Linked DNA regions of Mus musculus: region 2 is linked to region 1. A link is a contact called in public capture Hi-C data. All regions are on one chromosome and are shown on one strand. The core of a region is the stretch at or near the end of the contact, and the rest is flanking DNA. Distances in the headings are between cores, read along the strand shown. Region 1 has its middle 17 kb from the start of Gm33390. Region 2 overlaps Gm34087 (a long non-coding RNA gene).

The links. Capture Hi-C pulls out chosen DNA fragments and counts their contacts.
Region 2: a contact with region 1 is called in a capture Hi-C map of embryonic stem cells, with 6 times the contacts expected there. The contact joins two enhancer-like sites. A contact is called at or near these places in 4 of 39 promoter capture datasets (the C10 cell line, cranial neural crest, liver and 1 more), 1 of 15 datasets of contacts at CTCF or cohesin (the NIH/3T3 cell line), 2 of 484 Hi-C or Micro-C datasets (Sertoli cells and bone marrow-derived macrophages), 7 of 115 datasets of contacts at active chromatin or transcription factors (embryonic midbrain, embryonic stem cells, pancreatic cancer cells and 1 more) and 1 of 9 other capture datasets (embryonic stem cells).

The regions. Positions count from the first base shown.
Region 1 is chr13:97,280,984-97,283,683 of GRCm38.p6, reverse strand. No RefSeq gene overlaps it. Among named protein-coding and RNA genes, the nearest start is that of Gm33390, 17 kb to the left of the region's middle. Within about 2 kb of position 1,368, at least 31 of the 459 cell types and tissues checked have an H3K27ac peak or open chromatin away from gene starts, as enhancers often do. A contact at or near this core is called in embryonic stem cells, where this site is marked.
Region 2 is chr13:97,600,155-97,602,854 of GRCm38.p6, reverse strand. Gm34087 (a long non-coding RNA gene) reads left to right here. Exons shown (of 5, transcript XR_873831.2): 5 at 167-245. Among named protein-coding and RNA genes, the nearest start is that of Gm34087, 21 kb to the left of the region's middle. Within about 2 kb of position 1,329, at least 9 of the 459 cell types and tissues checked have an H3K27ac peak or open chromatin away from gene starts, as enhancers often do. A contact at or near this core is called in embryonic stem cells, where this site is marked.

The sequences.
Region 1 (2,700 bases), core at 119-2,618:
GCTGTGTGTGTGTGTGTTCCTCTGCAAACAGGGAATCAGCTCTTATCTGGGGAGTCAGAGCACCTCAAAATTCTCTCCCTGAAAAGTTCCATAAAAGGGTAGGCACACGTTTAGCTGTTTCTTCTTTTCTTATCTCTCTTATTTTCTTCTTTTTTTTCCATCTCAAATCTCTCTTTTATATTTTCATTTGTCCTCCTTGTTATATTTGGAAGACCAATGCTTTATCCCTCTGCTACTCAAAGCTCATTACAGAAGAAAGACTACCTCAGCTTCTGAGAAGATGCCCTCTCATTTCTTCATTCAAACAGTGTACAGTTATTTTCATGAAACGTTCCTAAGAGAGAGAGAGAGAGAGAGAGAGAGAGAGAGAGAGAGAGTCGGTGCTTAAGACTTACCAGGCCAAGGACTTCCTCACAAGGACCCGAAGTCCCAACTAGACCATGAGCTAATCATCCTGTAAACTCCCTTTAGCTTCCTCAGAGTGCAGGTGCAATCTCATTTGAAAGATTAAAATCTCTCCGTTTGCACTCGGGTCAGCTCCTAGCCACGTGCTCAATAACTGTTAAGTGCAAAGAAGTACAAGGTGCTTTGGGCCTCTAAGTTGAATTCCAAGAATTTTGAGTTTACAAAAGGCAAGGAAGTGGGGATTTCAGAATGACAGATATGCTAAGTGGGAGCATTGATTAGGAATCTCAGAAAACCGAGCCTGGGGGAGGGGGAGAGCGTCTCCAGAAAGCCCGCCTGGCTTGCGGTCGTTTCTTAATGTGTGCTAACCTGTGTTTTCAGGAAAGCGCTATTTGCATGCATTTGGTTTTCTAAGGGGCTTTAAAAGGCGCTTAGTTGGGGTTTCAAATGTCTGCCTAAAGCGAAGCCTGTTTTCATCACTCAGGCCAAGTACAATCTTCTTGAACTTAGTGAGTGCTAAAGAAATCAAAGAACATGCACCTGTACCTGCAGGGTTTGCGTAAGTACGTGTATGTGTGCTTGCGTGCTTGCGTGCTTGCGTTCGTGCGTCCGTGAGTGCATGAGTGTGTGTGTGTGTGTGTGTGTGTGTGTGTGTGTGTGTGTGTGTGTGTGTGTGTGTGTGAAGCTGGAATGAAAAATCTAAAGGAAAAAAATAATAAAGCGTTTAGTAGGTTACAGAGCTATCAGTATTTGGTTCTGTGCCAAGAGTTCTTTCTCTAGTTTAGATCACACCGGAAAAATTCATCCATTAAACAAATATTTATTCGGCACCCAGTGCATACCAGGCCTCTTTCTGGTCTTGGTACTGGCGAAATGGCGAGAAGTAAACTGGATAAGCCCTCGGAGCTCTCATGGGGCTTAGTACAACAGGACAAGATGGGATTGTGGGTAGGAGTAAGAACGCGCTACAAGCTGTGGCCGTGAGCAGGGTGAGAGGTCCAGCGAAAGCCAAGGACTGCATGTAGGAGGGAAAGATGCTTGTCTGAAGCCTGGAAGATGGCTAGGAGGGAGGAGAGGGGCCGGTCTAATCTTTCTCCAGCTTTTCCCGGATGTCTTATAATGAATGGCCTTCTCTCTCCAGACTCTGCAGCGCGCCTGCCCAGTCTGCTCATTTCAGCTAAGAGCGCTGTAAACTTTCCATGTAACAACTTCTGATGTCACTGATCACTGTAGCCAGGCAATGATGGGTCCGTAAGAATTAGGATTTGGAGTCCCTAGCCTCCAGTCTTGGAGGGCTCTAAGCGTCTGGCTTCCCAAGTGAAGCTAAAGGGATGCAGGGGTGGCCAAAAAGGACTGAAAAGTGGCTCAGGGAACATGACAATCGGAAGCTTTTCAGGCAATTGAAAAGGAAACAGGGAAGGGAAAAAAAAACCCCTACGTTACCTATGTAACTGGATAATTCTCAATTATATACCACAGACTTCATTGTAATGACTCCGCTTAAATGATGTCAATATCTAAAAGTTCTGGAAAACTCAGCCATTTCCCTTAGTGGCATTTTTTTTTCTGTCTTTCCCCAGAACGGGATCCCTGTTGTTCACTCATTTATCCTATAGCCTGTGCCCTGATGTGTTATTAGTGATAGCTTCAAGTTTTTTTTTTTTTTTCAAGTTTTATAATGTGTGTCTGTCTGCTTTCTATCAGTCTAATACCCAAGGTAATTAACATGTAAAGAGAAAGGGCTTGATCTGACTCCCGGTGTCAGAGTTTCCATCAGGCCTTTAATGTCAATGTCTGGCAGGGGTTTGAAACATCTCAGGATGGAGTAAAACCATTCATTTCATGAGGAAGAAACAAAATCAGAAAGAACAAGAGTAGAGGTCCCACTCTGTCCTTCAAGAGAGGACCCCTACTGTGATTTAAGTTCAGAGTGTCCCCTTCCAGGCCTCTCATAGGACAGCTCTGTGAGACCTTTGAGACTAACCTAAGCCTTCTCCTCCCTAACATACAATGAAGTAAAATGACCCTGTCACACTGTCCTACCCTGAGAGCTCAGCCACGCCTTCCTGCCATGATGCACCTAAACTTCTGAACACAGAAATCAAAATGAACCCCTTGTCCCTTTTTGTCTGATCGTAGCAACGGGAAAGAAAATGAACACAACCTCTGAGACCTGACTCCCTCACTAGTCCCTACCTCTCAAAAGTCCTTTCAGACCTCGGGCGTGGCGGCGCACGCCTTTAATCCTAGCACAGAGGCAGAGGCAGGCGGGTTTCTGAGTTCGAGGCCAGCCTG
Region 2 (2,700 bases), core at 80-2,579, 320 kb before region 1:
AAATAAACTCTATTGTATACTAAACCCATTATATGACTGGTACGATGCTTCAGCATGGGCCCACTGAGTTACCTCCTCCCACGGCACCATACTGTGCCCTACAGAACATATTCTTGGTTTTATAAAACACATCAATACCCATCAATTATCTCTTTCTTTTTTTCAGATGTGGTGAGATAATACAAATGGATGGATAGCATGATTCTTCAGTCCTCATGTGTAAATAAATTCTAGTATAGCTGCCACTGTTGTGCAGATTGGGACTGGGCACGATCAGCGTTATGATGGGAGTAAACACAAAAAAGGTGAAACCCCTTCCCGTGCTCTGTTCTTCCATCTCCAGCCCCAAAGGGTCATGGAGTCTGCCTCCGTCCAGCTGAATGGCAGCATCCTTCCATGGGTAAGGGCTTCCTGGAACATTTGCTGACCCTCTGGGACATGTCTGACCCTCTGCTCCCTGCTCAGGACTTTGGGGACAGAACACATGTGTCTATTTCTTTCTTGATTCTGCGTCTATTTTTAGAGTCCTAGATAACTACCAAAGTGCAGTTTTGTGCCTCCCTCCCTCCTATCACCTGCTCTTGTGTTTTGTGGCACAAAGGATGCACTATAGGCTCAAGCAAGCTCCACCCCCACCCCTGAGGACAGAAGGCATAGGGAAACACGTCAAAGCACAACAAGTGACCATGGCTGCACCTTACTTGAAGGGAGTTCCCAAGGAGAATCATTTGCCCAGCCAAGGACTCTCTGGACTCACCAGAACACTTTTTATTTAGCGCAGTGAGACCAGGTACCGGTATCCTTCAAAAGCTCCTTAGACATTCTGAAATTCAGAAAGACCCAAAAGAATCAAATGAGCACCCACTTTCTGGAACTCCAGGCTTGCCTCATTGCAGGACTAAGACCAGGAATCCAGCTGAGTCTGACTTGCAGCCACAAGGGACTTTTCCCAGTGTGATGCCCTTAGTTAAGGAGGTGGGGCAGAGGGGTTGAAGGGGAGGGTATCAGGACCACAACAAATGGAGAAAGGAGAGAATTTCTTTGGTAATAAGGCTGGCCCCACCATTCTCGGGCTCCCAAGTGACCTGGACCTTCAGGGGTGCCTATAAATCAGATTGTATAAGCCAGGGCTTGCTTGTGTGTTATACATTACCATAATTTTTTTTTATTTTAGTAAAAAAAACTCTGGCTTTTTTTTTTCAAGTCACAGGACTCCAGCCCTCCTGGCAGGTCCTAAGTGAAACAAATTACTTCTAGAGAGTAAGCTCTATACCCTGGCCTCCTCCCTCATTGAACCCGCAGCTGCCTCTTTGTAAGCCTAAGACTATTGTAAGCTATTGCCCTAGGGGCAACCAAGGGGCTGTGTCTCCCTGCAGGTGTGCCAGGAAGACAGCGGGAGTCTGTAGGAAGCAGAGGTTGGTTGGACCTAGAAGCTGATTCAAGCTACATTATTACAAAAAGTTATTAAGCGATATTCAGTTACAGGATCCTGGGCTAAACAAAGAATGAGGCCCGGGGCAGCCAAAAACCATATGGACCTGGAGGTTGCACACACCTGCATGGGAGCGGGCAGGCCCAGTTAGAAGCCGTCATCAATTCTAGGAAAGCCATAAAGTTTGGACTTGCTTCATGGCACTTTCTAATTAACTGTGTGGTGAGTTTTCTCCACTTTCCTATAAAAGCCGGTGCCCCTCCTCCACCCCTCTCTCTACCTTGTCTCTCTCCCTCATGTCCCAAGACACCTGGGGAAAAGTTTCCCAGGGAAGCTCTCCAGTGGGCCTCAGACCATGGAAGACACTCTAAGCAGGAAGATGGCACTCGTTCTTGTGTGGAGAGAAAAAAAAGAATAGAACAGGCTCTTTGAAAGGCTCTCAAGAGAATCATCCAAAACAAGGAGCCAGCACGGCCTCCCTTAAAGAAGAGGGAGAAGCTACAAGTCACTTGAGCTGATGAAGGGAAGAACATTGGTTTAGCCAATTCTACTTACCCAACAGACTGGATAAACAGAAAGGAGAAAGATGAGTCTTAATTCTGCGGTGATATGCAAGAAGATATAGCATCTAGTGTTTAGGTTCTTTGCAAAGCAGATGCCTTGGTGGATGTCTGCTATAATTTTCATACTGGTAAATCCGTGTGCTCGTGTGACTCTGAGCACCCTACGGTGGCAAAATCCCAAGGCAGCTTAGTCTCCAGGGCTTTCTGGAGAATTGTGTTGATGCATTTAGAACATCTGCATAATGCACACTTACACTATGGACCACGAAGTCACATTCAGAAGGCAGAACTCATCTCTCACCATTGCTCATCTGCAAAAAGAGGAGGAAAAATGCAAAGTATTTCTGATGAGGCAGAGGTTTCCCTTGGCCTCTTACCTGGCTGGGCTGACGATTTCTCCATCTGGTGCTGACAGCAACTTTGGCTGGTGCTGAGGTGGGGCCTGGCCCGGCTTGCTCCCTTTGACCTCCACAGTGCAAATCTCTTGAAACGATAAAGGAGCCGAGTGTGAGGCAAGGCCTCGAGCCTGGGCGGATGAATGTGCCCTACAGCTTCTCGGAGCACAGCAGGGAGATGTCTGAACAAAGCATGGAGACCTGCACTGAGGCCCTGGTGGGCTGTTCCAAGACTGCACTCCAGGATCCACCTAGACCTAGCCATTTGGTCCTGGCTATTGAAACAGAAAGGCCTATTGCTCCAGGCCAT